Linked DNA regions of Mus musculus: region 1 is linked to region 2. Evidence: chromatin contacts called from public HiChIP or PLAC-seq data. All regions are on one chromosome and are shown on one strand. The core of a region is the stretch at or near the end of the contact, and the rest is flanking DNA. Distances in the headings are between cores, read along the strand shown.

What was found. HiChIP or PLAC-seq counts read pairs in DNA pulled down with a chosen protein or histone mark.
Region 1: a contact with region 2 is called in an H3K4me3 HiChIP or PLAC-seq map of bone marrow-derived macrophages, with 3 times the contacts expected there. The contact joins the promoter of Luc7l here to the enhancer-like site in region 2. A contact is called at or near these places in 2 of 39 promoter capture datasets (the HPC-7 cell line and the SN4741 cell line), 2 of 484 Hi-C or Micro-C datasets (CD4 T cells and nephron progenitors), 11 of 115 datasets of contacts at active chromatin or transcription factors (the 230-238 cell line, the HPC-7 cell line, the SCID.adh cell line and 4 more) and 3 of 9 other capture datasets (adipose tissue, liver and pancreatic islet).

Annotation. Positions count from the first base shown.
Region 1 is chr17:26,249,514-26,255,840 of GRCm38.p6, reverse strand. It overlaps Luc7l (Luc7-like), which reads right to left and starts at 2,931. Exons shown (of 10, transcript NM_028190.3): 1 at 2,750-2,931; 2 at 716-810. The coding sequence starts at 2,810.
Region 2 is chr17:26,163,915-26,169,886 of GRCm38.p6, reverse strand. All of the region lies in intron 2 of Axin1 (axin 1), which reads right to left. Among named protein-coding and RNA genes, the nearest start is that of Gm46600, 28 kb to the right of the region's middle. Within about 2 kb of position 1,611, at least 95 of the 459 cell types and tissues checked have an H3K27ac peak or open chromatin away from gene starts, as enhancers often do. A contact at or near this core is called in the 230-238 cell line, the HPC-7 cell line, the SCID.adh cell line and 3 more, where this site is marked.

The sequences.
Region 1 (6,327 bases), core at 1,682-4,181, 85 kb before region 2:
GCATTGCTCCTTCTGTAATTTTTTTTACATTTTTATGTATATAGATATTTTGCTTGAATGTATGTCTGTGTACCATGTACATGTCTGGGTAGAGTTAAGACAGTTTTGAGTTGCTGTGTGAGTCCTAACACTCTATTTTCAAACATTACATTATTTAATTTTAAGGCTTAATTTTATAATTTTTAAATTACGTATATTCCGGTGTCTGGGTATGTTCACATGAATGAATGTAGTTGTGGAACATACAAAAGTATTAGATGCCCTAGAACTGGAGTTATAGATATTTGTAAGCCAACACGTGGGTCCTCTGCAAGAGCAACAAGTGTTCTAACCACTGAGCCGCCTCTCCAGCACCCATCATGGATTTTTTTTTTTTTTTTTTTTTTTTTTTTGATGTTTTGAGACAGGGTTTCTCTGTGTAACCCTGGCTGACCTGGAACTCACTCTGTAGACCAGGCTGGCCTCGAACACAGAAATCCGCCTGCCTCCGCCTCCCAAGTGCTGCTAATTTTTTAAAGACAAAATCTCTCTCTTGGGTTCAATATATATATATATATATACATACATACACACACATACATATACATACATATACATATATATATATATACATACATACATACACATATATGCAGTATTTTATTATATATATAAAAACATCTACTGTAGCACTCCTTCTAAGTAATCTAATCACAAAGGTCTGGAATGCACCTACCGTCCCAGCAAGGATGTCATGGGGGCAGCAGTCCAGAAGGTGACTCTTGCAGACACGGTCATCTGTAAACTTGACCCTCTGTCTGGTTTCATCTCCTGAAATTCATTTGTGGTTTTAAATAAAGTATTATCTCATTCACTACACAAGGCTATCTGGCAAAATTAATACACCTGGACGATTTGCAGACTAGTGTTTCTGTATTCTTCCCATCATATACACTAAGAAACTGAGCTAAAGATATTTACAATTGGAATAAAATACAAATAGTTTTTAAGCTAAGTTTTTTATGAAGAAGCACACTGAACCACATCTAACTCCACCGTTAATTCGCAGAACAGAGTCAGAAGTAGGAGTGAGCACCAGAAGGCATCCACCCAAATTTACATGTGGGCAAATGACCCATCAAGACTGGGTGTAATGAGTGCCATGAATCCACTGCGGATCATTACAGCTGCCAATCTCCACCAACCAAAGCTATTCAATAATCTGATTTTCTTGTTAGAATCAAATTAATAGGCAGTATTTTATGAAAAAAAACTACAAGAGGAAGAACGGTTTCAAGCTCTATCACTGACTTAAATATCTCTAGACCTTTTCTTCTTCTTCTTCCCCTTTCATCCCCACCCTCAAAAAGGAAAGTTGGCACCTGGGAGTCACTTTTAACAAGACAATACCAAAGAAAGCAAAAAGGAATCAGGTTAGTCAATACACACTGTGAACTCCAACACATACTGTACCCATCTGCAATCTTCAAGAACTCAGCTGCAGAATTTTATGCCCGCTGTTGAAAAGTTTTAAAGGAAAAGTTTTCTTGCCCACACCTGCAGTAAGGAAGTCGGGGAATGATACATAAAAGTAAAGGCAAAGTGGTATGTGACAAATTCTAAGGCTATCTGTGTACAGGACACAGTGCTGTGTAATAGTCAGGGAGAATATACTTCAGGATTGGCAAGCATCCAGGATTAATGTCGTGTCTTTTTACTGAAAATGTTTTCTTTCTAAACTACACTTTTAAAGTTACTTGTGGGAAAAAAGCAAACACTTTTTTGTTATAACAGCTTAGAAATTGGTTGTGACTCACGGCTCGATGAACATGAGGCTTTTCTGCAACTCCCTTGCAGATTGATGTAGGCAGGCAAAGATACACTGAACCTTTATAAATAAAATAGAGGGGCCACAATTGTTCAGTTTGTATGAAATAAAAATATGGGAAGCAATTCAAAAGCAACTCAACATACAAAGAAAGCTAAAAGCACGTATTGACCTATGAAATGGTGCAAAGAATCTGCACAGCCCTGTGAAATGTGCCAGTGTGAAATTACAACTTTATTACTTTAGTAAAAATGAAAACACAAACCACAGCAGGGATCTAGCTTTGCTAGGATGCAACTGCTTTTTCCTGAGACACCACCATGATCTTGCACGCCTCCTTACTGAACCAACTACCTAATGAATGCCGAGAGGTGACTAAACCGAGGCTAATCTGTGAGGCAGGGGAATGAAGGGAGGGAAGACTAGAAAAGTACGCGGAGGGAACCCACGTTAGAAATGCTCATTTGCGGCTCCCCGTGTAACCGTATGGAGCAAGAACGCCCGGGTTTTCGAAACCCGTCCAGCTCCTTCGGGGATCGCCTCTCCTCCGAAGAGTATCAGAGAAATTCCGCCACCCGGCAGCCAGCACCCCGGAGCCCGCGCTGGTTCCAGCCCTTCGCCGACGCTCCAGTTTGCCCGGCGGCGCCGAGCCGCCGTGCCGACCAAGAGGAACTCGCATGACGGAAAACGAGAAGGGGACAGAGCCCCACCGTCGGATCGGACTCTCAGGAAGGAGGCAGCCCGGACCAGTAGAACGCGGCGGCTGCGAGAGACTCGCAGGCCAAGCAGATCAGACAAAGGCCCCGAGCCTGGGGTCAGCAAGCAGGGGAGAAAAATGGCGCCCCGCGCAGACGCACGCTGTCACGGCCCTCACCTCAGGCTTCCAGGCGGCCTCGCCTTGCTCCCACCCCGCCCAGAGCCTGGGCCACCGCTCAGACTCACCGTCCCGAGCCGTGCCCATGAGCTGGTCCAACAGGGCCCGCATCTGCGCCTGGGCGGACATGGTGGCCAGTGGGGACGGCCGAGAAGCTCCGCACAACTCGACCAGAGAAGCCGCAAACAGCGACGAGGAAAGACGCTCCTATCAGCCTGAAGCCCGCACGGCGCTTTCCGGCCGCGGGGAATGCTGGGAGGAAGTTCTTTGGCGTTGATGCAAGGCCTGTCGGGAAGTGTACAGGAGTCGCTGAGTGGAACGGTCGCAAATCGTTCTAAAGACTAGATCAACTAAGCTTGATTTTGGCCGGTCGTGGTATGCCTGTAATCCCCAGGATCAGGCTTGAGTAGTTCAAGGCCAGCGTCCTGGGTGTCAGGCTACCCTGTGGAAGCGTGGTCTTTGTGAGACTAAGATCCTACCTCCTGTTTTTTTTTTTTAAAAAAAAAAAAAAAAAGGGCTGGAGAGACGGCTCAGCGGTTAAAGGCACAAACTGCTCTTCCAGAGGTCCTGAGTTCAGTTCCCACCACCATCTGTAATGGGGTCTGATAACCACTTCAGCTGTGTCTGAAGATAGCTACAGTGTACTCATATAAATAAAATAAATAGATCTTTATTTTAAAAAAAGACTAGATTAAAAACTCCACCACTAATTTTTATCCTGGTTCCTGAAACATCAAATTCTCTGCTCTAATGAGACTTTAGTCAAACAAATAAATTAAACTTGAGGCAAAGGCCTTTAATCCCAGCGCTGGGGAAGGCAGAGGCAGGCACATCTCTGAGTTAGAGACTAGCCTGATGGTACAGAGCAAGCTGCAGGATTGCCAGAGTTACACAGGGAAAAGCTGTCTCAAAAAACAAAACAAGGGGGCTGGCGAGATGGCTCAGTGGTTAAGAGCGCCTACTGCTCTTCCAAAGGTCCAGATTAACGAAATCTGATGCCCTCTTCTGGAGTGTCTGAAGACAGCTACAGGGTACTTACATATAATAATAAATCTTTAAAAAAAAAAAAACCTAATGATAAGTGAATTTCTAGGTTATATCTCAGTTCTTTTTGTTTGTGTAATATAGTCTCATGTTGTCCATGCTGACCTTGAACTTATTATGAAACCAAAGATGACTTGCATTCCTGACCCTCCCACTTTCCCTTCCTTACCAAGTGCTGCAATTACAAAAATGTGCAAATGTGCTTGCCTCCATTTCTTCTGTTGGAGACAGAGTCATACACACACACACACAGAGGCCAGGTTGGACTTGAACTTGCTATCCCTCTGCTGCTCAGCCTCCAGACCATTGAGATTATCAGCACATGCCATTACACTTGGTCCATTTCTTCATTTACTCTCTATAAAACTATATTGCTTATTTCAGTGAAAGTTGAAATGCTAAGTCATATTAATTACATGCTTATTTATTTATTTATTTTGTTACTCCCCCCCCACCCGCGCTCGACTTCTTCCTCTTGCTCCAGCCCCTAGGTTCTTTATTATTTGTTTTCATTGTGGATGATTGTGAGCCACCATGTGGTTGCTGGGATTTAAACTCATGACCTCCAGAAGATCAGTCAGTGCTCTTAACTGCTGAGCCATCTCACCAGCGCAATTATGTGCTTTCTAAAATGGATAGGTGTTAATGTATAATTTTTTACCCACAGCACATGAATTTAGGAGAATGTACCAAAATCCACGACTTGGACCTTTGAGCAGATTATGAAATTCCAAGTAAAGAAAGAGACCTGTTTTTTGAATTAGATGTAAAAAATATTTTGGATGTTGATTTATCAGTGCTGCAAAGTACTAATTGCTATTGAGAGTAATGTTACATTTGTAAGTTATAAAGCAAAATAATTAAATATGCACTCTTTTACATATATATGAAACTGGGGCTGGAATGATGGGTCAGAGGTTAAGAGCACTAACGTCTCTTCTGTGGGTCAGCACTGCTGAGTTCAAATTCCAGCAACCACATGGTGGCTCACAATCATTCGTTATGAGATCTGACGCCCTCTTCTGGTGTGTCTGAAGACAGCTACAGTGTACTTACATATAACAATAAATAAATCTTTAGAAAAAAAGAAAAAAACAACTTTAAAAAATAAAACTGGGCAGGGGTGATTCGTGTCTGGAAGCTGGGGAAGTAGGTGTTGGATCTATAAAGTTCAGGCTAAGGGATTTCTTTTGCTACTAGGAGGAAAAGACCACTCTAAAATGGTAGACTTTCATGACAAAGCTACTTACTCTATATAAATTGTATAAATGTCCACCCTGAGACAGACAGTTTTGATGATCTAGCCCATGTGTTTGTTAAATCGTTCTCCGTTCTCTCGGATGCTTATGTGCTCTCCGTGGGGGTTGGCGTTTGTACTCCACACAGAACCTAATAGTACAATATTTGTTTTATATCACAATTCCCTTTGAACCAGAGTTAGAAATGTTTGGGAGCCGTCATGTAGGAGCTGGGAACCAAACCAAACCAAACCAAGAACAGTAAGGCTCTAACGCGCCAATTTCTCTCATCTACAATTCCCTTTCTACAGATTTCTCCTGGCCCTGCCCACTTACTATTTCCAGCTGACACACATGGCTTTGTTCTGATGTTGATGTCTGTTTTCTCCTCCTTGCCTCCCGGTACACTTTTTTCTACACTGGCCTGGTTGTGCTCTGGTCCATCAATACGGATGTCTCAGTCTGATCTTAAATTAGAAGGAAGAGGTGATTGTTGTTTTAAACTCTCAAATGCTTGATTTTGCCAATGAAGGCTCAGGAGTCTGATGTCCAGGTGAAAGGCTGCTAGGTCATGGAGGCAGAGAAAGCACCAAGCTGACCTTCCCTCACAGTCAATGCCCCAGAAGCAATGCCCCCACCTCCTTCTCAAACCACACTCCCTTCCACTTCCTGTGCATGCATGTTTCTCTATCTGTCCTCCTAATTCCCTTTTAGTTTCCGTGGTTATTTCTTTTTTGTTTGTTTGTTTTGTTTTCTTCTGAGACAAGGTTTCTCTGTGTAGCCCTGGCTGCCCTGGAACTCACTTTGTAGACCAGGCTGGCCTCGAACTCAGAAATCCACCTGCCTCTGCCTCCCAACTGCTGGGATTTTGCCCCTTCTCTTGACCTATGGTTGACTTTATTTAACCCTGTTTAAGAAAAAACTGGAGAGCCGGGCGTGGTGGCGCACGCCTTTAATCCCAGCACTTGGGAGGCAGAGGCAGGCGGATTTCTGAGTTCGAGGCTAGCCTGGTCTACAAAGTGAGTTCCAGGACAGCCAGGGCTATACAGAGAAACCCTGTCTCGAAAAACCAAAAAAAAAAAAAAACTGAAAGCTCTTGTATGAAAGGTGTATGCTAAGCCACGCTACAACTAAAACCAGGTTTTTCCAGTAAATTACAGAATCTTGGGGTTCACAGCATGATCAAAGGGTAGTGATGGTGTGGTTCAGCCCTTAAACACACACTTTAGACACAGATGAAGACAGAAGAAGCCAGAGAATGAGAAGGAGTCAGAAGATTAGGACATATTGCCAAAGTTAGTATAAGAGCAAGCAGAACAATTGACCAAGCACAGCAATTCAGGAGAAGCCAAGAGAAGCCAGGC
Region 2 (5,972 bases), core at 362-2,861:
TTCAAATCCCAGCAACCACATGGTGGCTCACAACCACCCATAATGAGATCTAATGCCCTCTTCTGGTGCATCTGAAGACAGCTACAGTGTACTTAAGATATAAAAATTAATAAATCTTTGGGCCTGAGTGAGCAGGGCTGACCAGAGTGAGCAGAGGTCCTAAATTCAATACCCAAAAACCACATGAAGGCTCACAACCATATGTACAGCTACAATGTACTCATATACATAAAATAAATAAATCTTTAAAAAAAAGGGGGGGGGGGTCCCGGCAGCCACGGCTATACACTGATGGCTTTCAATAGCACTACTCACCGCACCTCAAGTTAGTAAATTAGGAAATACCAAAAATGAAGCTATTTGAGAGGTTCGTCTGTTTGGATCTTAGATCCTAGGGTTAGGGCACACTAAGCAGTAAGCCATAGACTGTACTTGACTGTCAGGCACTCTGTACTGTACCCTCAGTGTAAGAGAAGGAATATCCAAATTGTTTCTAAGGGAATAGGCCTCCCTTTGACCATCCATGTACACTAACCCACCTACAAGTATGCAGAAGTGGCAGGAGTATGTGTTATAGGTGTATATCACTATAGTCAGCCCGCTGCACTTCTACAGTCAGCCCTCTGCACTTTTCCAAGTCCTCAAAATAAAAGCTTAGTGGAATCCATGCAAACATGCCCAACTTACTCTTGACAAAAGTACAAAAGCAAACTGATAGAGAAAAGGCAGTCTTTTCAATAAATGGTGCTATGATACCTAGACATGCACAGACCCAAAGAATGAACTTTGATCTACATCTCACACTTCATACCAAGTCAAACTCTGTAGTTCTTGGATGTTTTTAGCCTGAGCTTCAGTTATGCTCCAGCATTCCATTCACTCGGCCTCTGCCCACCTTGCCTCAGCAACATGCCCTGGCACAGTATCCTGAGCACTCAGTGTTTCTTTCCCAGTCCTTGTAACACCAGTATTAGCTGGTATTCAGGCTATTGTGAGAGGTACTCTGGTTACCGATGGCCAACCCAGAGTGGACACTATGCATTTGCACCATGTGTATACCTCGTGCCTACGGAACCAAGAAGAAGATACTGTAGCTCCTAAAACTGAAGTTACAAGGAGTTATGAACTTCCTGATATTAGTGCTGGGAACCAAACCCACATTTGACACAGCTATGGCATCTCAATACCTGATTCACTTGTCTCTCCCAGCTAGAAGCTACTTGGTGACTAATGCTCTTCAGGTTTCCTAGGATAACTTCTAATATGGGTCAATGAAAATACTGATCTTAGGGCTAGGGAGATAGTTCAACTATAAAACAACTACTGTGCAAGCATGAGGACCTGAGTTCATCACACATAAAAAGCCAGGTCTGAATGGGCACCGAGGCACATACTTTAGTCACAGCACTTAGGAGAGAGAGAGAGAGAGAGATAGGAGGATCTTTGTGAGCTCAAGGCCAGCCTAGTCTATCTACATAGTGAGTTCCAGGGCAGGCAGAACTACAAAGAGTCAGTCTCAGTATCTTCCCTCCCCCCTCTCCCCATGTGTGTGTGGAGTGGGTGAGTATGTGTATATTGGTTTGAACAGGAATGGCCTCCATAGTTATGTGTTTGAACGCTTAGCCATAGGGAGTGGCCTTATGAGATGTGACCTTGTTAGAGGAAGTGTGCCACTGTGAAGGCAGGGTTTTGAGGTCTTAAAAGCTCAAGCTCAGCTCAGTATGAAACCCACAATTTCCTCCTTACTGCCTGAGGATGAAGATGTAGAACTCTCAGTTCCTGCTCAAATACCATGCCTGCCTGCATACTACCATCATCTTCTCGACATGATGATATAACAGATTTAAACCTCTGAAACTGCAAGCCAGCCCCAATTAAATATTTTCCTTTATAAGAGTTACCATGGTCATGGTGTCTCTTCACATCAATAAAACCCTAACAGAGTCAGTCTGTCAGTCAGGGTGTCTTTGTCTCTGTCTCTCTCTCTCCCTCTCTCTTGTTTTTTGAGGCAAAATTTCTGTTTCCTCAAACTTATAGATCCATCTGCCCCTGCCTCCCAAGAGCTAAGATTAAAGGTATATACAGTTACCACCCAGTTCTAAGAAAGAAAGAAAGAAAGAAAGAAAGAAAGAAAGAAAGAAAGAAAGAAAGAAAGAAAGAGAGAAAGAGAGAAAGAGGGAAAGGGGGAAAGGGGGAAAGGGGGAAAGGGAAAGGAAAAGGGAAAAGGGAAAAGGGAAAAGGGAAAAGGGAAAAGGGAAAAAAGAGAAAGGGAAAGGGAAAGGGAAAGGGAAAGGGAAGGGAAGGAAAGGAAAGGAAAGGAAAGGAAAGGGAAAAAAGAAAAAGCAGAGCTTACAACCAACCTTTTCAGCATATCCTTTAATGGGCAAGTAGGACTGGGATGTGGCTAAGTGCCAGGGGAAGAGGTGTGTGTGTGTGTGTGTGTGTGTGTACACATATATATGTATACATTATACACACACAGTTTTAAAATTATTTATGCATATGGGTGCTTTGCCTTCGTGTAAGCACATGCATGTCTGTTGTCTGTATAAGTCAGAAAGGGTTATTGATTCCCTAGGACTGGAGTTACAGATAGTTGTGAGTTGAAGCAGGGTCCTCCAGAAGAGTAGCCAATACTCTTTTTAATAGCTGAGCCATCTCTCCAGATCCTTGTTTTGTTTTGTTTTTTTGTTTAGAGATAAGGCTTCAATATACAGCCCAAATTAGCCTTAAACTCATTATTCTTCTGTCTCAGCCTCCTAAGAGGTATGTACTACACCAGGTCCAGCATGAAGCACTGGTTTTTGTTGCTGCTGTTTGTTTTGGTTCATTTGTTCTCTCACTCTCATTCTCTCCCTCTCTCCCTCCCCTCCCCTCCCCTCCTCTCCTGTAATGAGTGATCACTTGATTGCCTCAGTCTCCTGAGAAAGCAACCTAATACCCATAGGTAGAAGCAAGGGCTCTACTGGCTTTAATTTGTTATGACTGATGATGGAATACTTCTGAGAATCAGAGGCCTTGAGCTCTTATGCTGGTAGCCTTGGCCTAAACTCTGCCTACCTTGCTGCCCAAAATGAGCATAAGCTAAGAACCAGCAAATGTATCCTCTCCTAGGGCTTGTCTCTACTGTCCCAGCTCCCTGCCCTGTTACATAGGAACAAATCTGTCTTAAGCCAAGTGGGACATCCTGGGCTGAACAGATGGCTTAGGGCTAGAGGAGAAGGCCTGTCTAACTCTTAGGATCACCCCACCCGAGTCCAGTGTCTTTGGCCACCTAAGTCCTAGAGATGCAATTCAAATGGGATGAGTTTATCCACTAGTCGTTGGCTCTTTATGAGGTCTCTGGAGCTCAGACAGCAGTGGTGAGGACCATGTCTTACAATGTGCAGAAGTCATCCTTGAAGCCAAACAGGGAGCAGGCAAGTAGACTTGACCATACTACTTGCAGGCATTGTCTCCAGAACTGTCCCTGAAGCTCATCATTCCTAGCTGAACCCAGATCTACACTTGACTTTGGTAAGAGACTACCCTCAGCTACATTCCTGCCCTCAACACCAGCCTACATCTAACCCTGAGAACAGCAAACAGCAAATATAAGGTGCACATGCAGGAGTAATGAACACTGTCTTCTAGGCTCAGAACCACTAATCCCATAGAGTCTCAGTCCCCTCCCAAATGCAACGACAGGAGCCCACGTTGCTAACATGCATGTAATGACTCAGACAAGCTGTGGCTCCAGAACAACAAAGAGATAATACTCAGTCTATAGTCCCAAATAGATGAAGGCAACTGACATCAAAGAACAGAAGGCATGATAGCATATCATTAATGTCCTAACACTGTCCACTTGTGAATGACAGCATGCTACCAATGCTCAGATGCATATCCACTCACAGAAAAGAGCATGCTGTTGCCAGGCATGTTGGTGCATGCCTTTAGTCTTTAATCTCAGCATGTGGCAGACAGAAGCTGTCTACAATTAAGTTCCAGGACAGCCAGAACTACAGAGAAACCCCATCCAAAAAAAAGCATGTTTTTGGATATCCTGATGCTGTCCACCCATGGATGACAACTGTTATTTATCCATGTTATAATGCGTACCCACTCATGGAAGGTGGTGATGTCTGGGTTCTGACTGTGTCCATCTCATTAGATCATCATGTGTATCTTTCACTCCACATTCCCTATGCTATACCCTAGTTTCCCAAGATACCTCTTCTTCCAAGAGTTTATCTTCTCACACAAGGCTTCAGAACTACAGAAGAACCAGTGACGATGATACTAGAAGGGCAAGAGGGAACATCTCACTCTAAATTAGCATCTGTATAAAATGTGAAACACTGGCTCACAAACAAGATCTTTCTGGGCATACCTCTACTGTGTAAATATAGCTACTTATAGAACAAGCACCTCTCCTCTGCACCTAAAGGTAAAAGATTATCCTATGAGATGCAATCCACAATACCCACCAGCAGCTGGCAAAATCCCCTCATCTCCTCCATGTAAAATCAGGAATCCAGCCTCCTCCTCCCCTGTGAGGATCACAGTCACCAGCACCTTTCAACAGTACAGTCAACCAGATGTTAGAACCCTTGGGAACAGGTACAAGTGACCTTAGAATCTGAAGTGGCCTGCCATTCATTGTAGACCCACTTTGCAGCTTCTGATGGGCCTGGGACCCACCTAACTGAGTAGGGGTAAAGAGGGTATATGGCTCCCACACTGCAAATGTAGTAGATGGGATGACACCACACTTGCCCTCCAGAGGTAACCGTCAAGAATTCTGACGGAATTTCTTGTTACCACTAAGTCACCATTTTCTCATTGTAAAGCAGGAATGATAATGGTCAGCCAGACATGGTAGCACAGGCCTTTAATCCTAGCACTTGGGAGGCAGGGGCATGATGATCGCTGTGAGCCCGAGGCCAGCATGATCTTCACAGTGATTTCTAGGCCAGCTAGAGTTACATGGAAAGACCCCATCTAAAATTTAAAAAGAAAGGGAGGAAGGGAGGGACAACAGATTCTTTGCAGGACGTCTGAGCTCTTAGTGACCAGTACTCAATGCTTGGAAAGGGCTCAGCATACAATGCAGAAGAACCTCAACATAGACTATACTGTCTTTGGTCTTGCATCCCTCACATGAGTTAGAAGAACAAAAGGGGGCTGGAGAGATGGCTCAGCGGTTAAGAGCACTGACTGCTCTTCTGAAGGTTCTGAGTTCAAATCCCAGCAACCACATGGTGGCTTACAACCATCCTTAATGACATCTGACTCCCTCTCCCAGTGTGTCTGAAGACAGCTACAGTGTACTTACATATAAAATAAACAATAAATAAATCTTTAAAAAAAAAAAAAAAAAAAAAAGAACAAAAGGGTGATGATGGCTATAGGCCACAGCCAAATAACATCAATGTGCAACCAATTCAAGATTCTGAAGTCAAAACAACAGATCCACAGGATCCAAGCACTGGTGACTCTACCATGGCTCTACAGAATTAGAAAGTGTCTGACATCGTGTCCTCTCCAGCCCAATTTCTACACATTCCAGTGTTATTCCAATCAGCAAATGTTTAAAGTAACTACTAAAGGATAAGCAAGGCAGCTTAGATGGTCAAAGTGCCTAATGCCAAATCTGACCACCTGAGTTCAATCAGTGGACACACATGGTGGGAGAGAACTACTGAAAATTGTCCTTTTATGCCACACATATACCTCGAGCGTGCACACACATTACTGAAAATACGAGTAGAGGATGATACAGATTTTAATCCCACTGTTGAACTAAAAACTAGACTATGTATTAAAAAAACGCTAAAGGAATCCAGGCCATACAATGTCTCCGGGCGACAGAAACATAAAGACACCTCTGTTTACACTGCTTTCTCTTTTCTGCACCAAATCTACCTATTCTATGTTTCTCTGAACATCAAAATGAAAGCTAGGGACTAATGGATGCAAAGAGGAGAAAG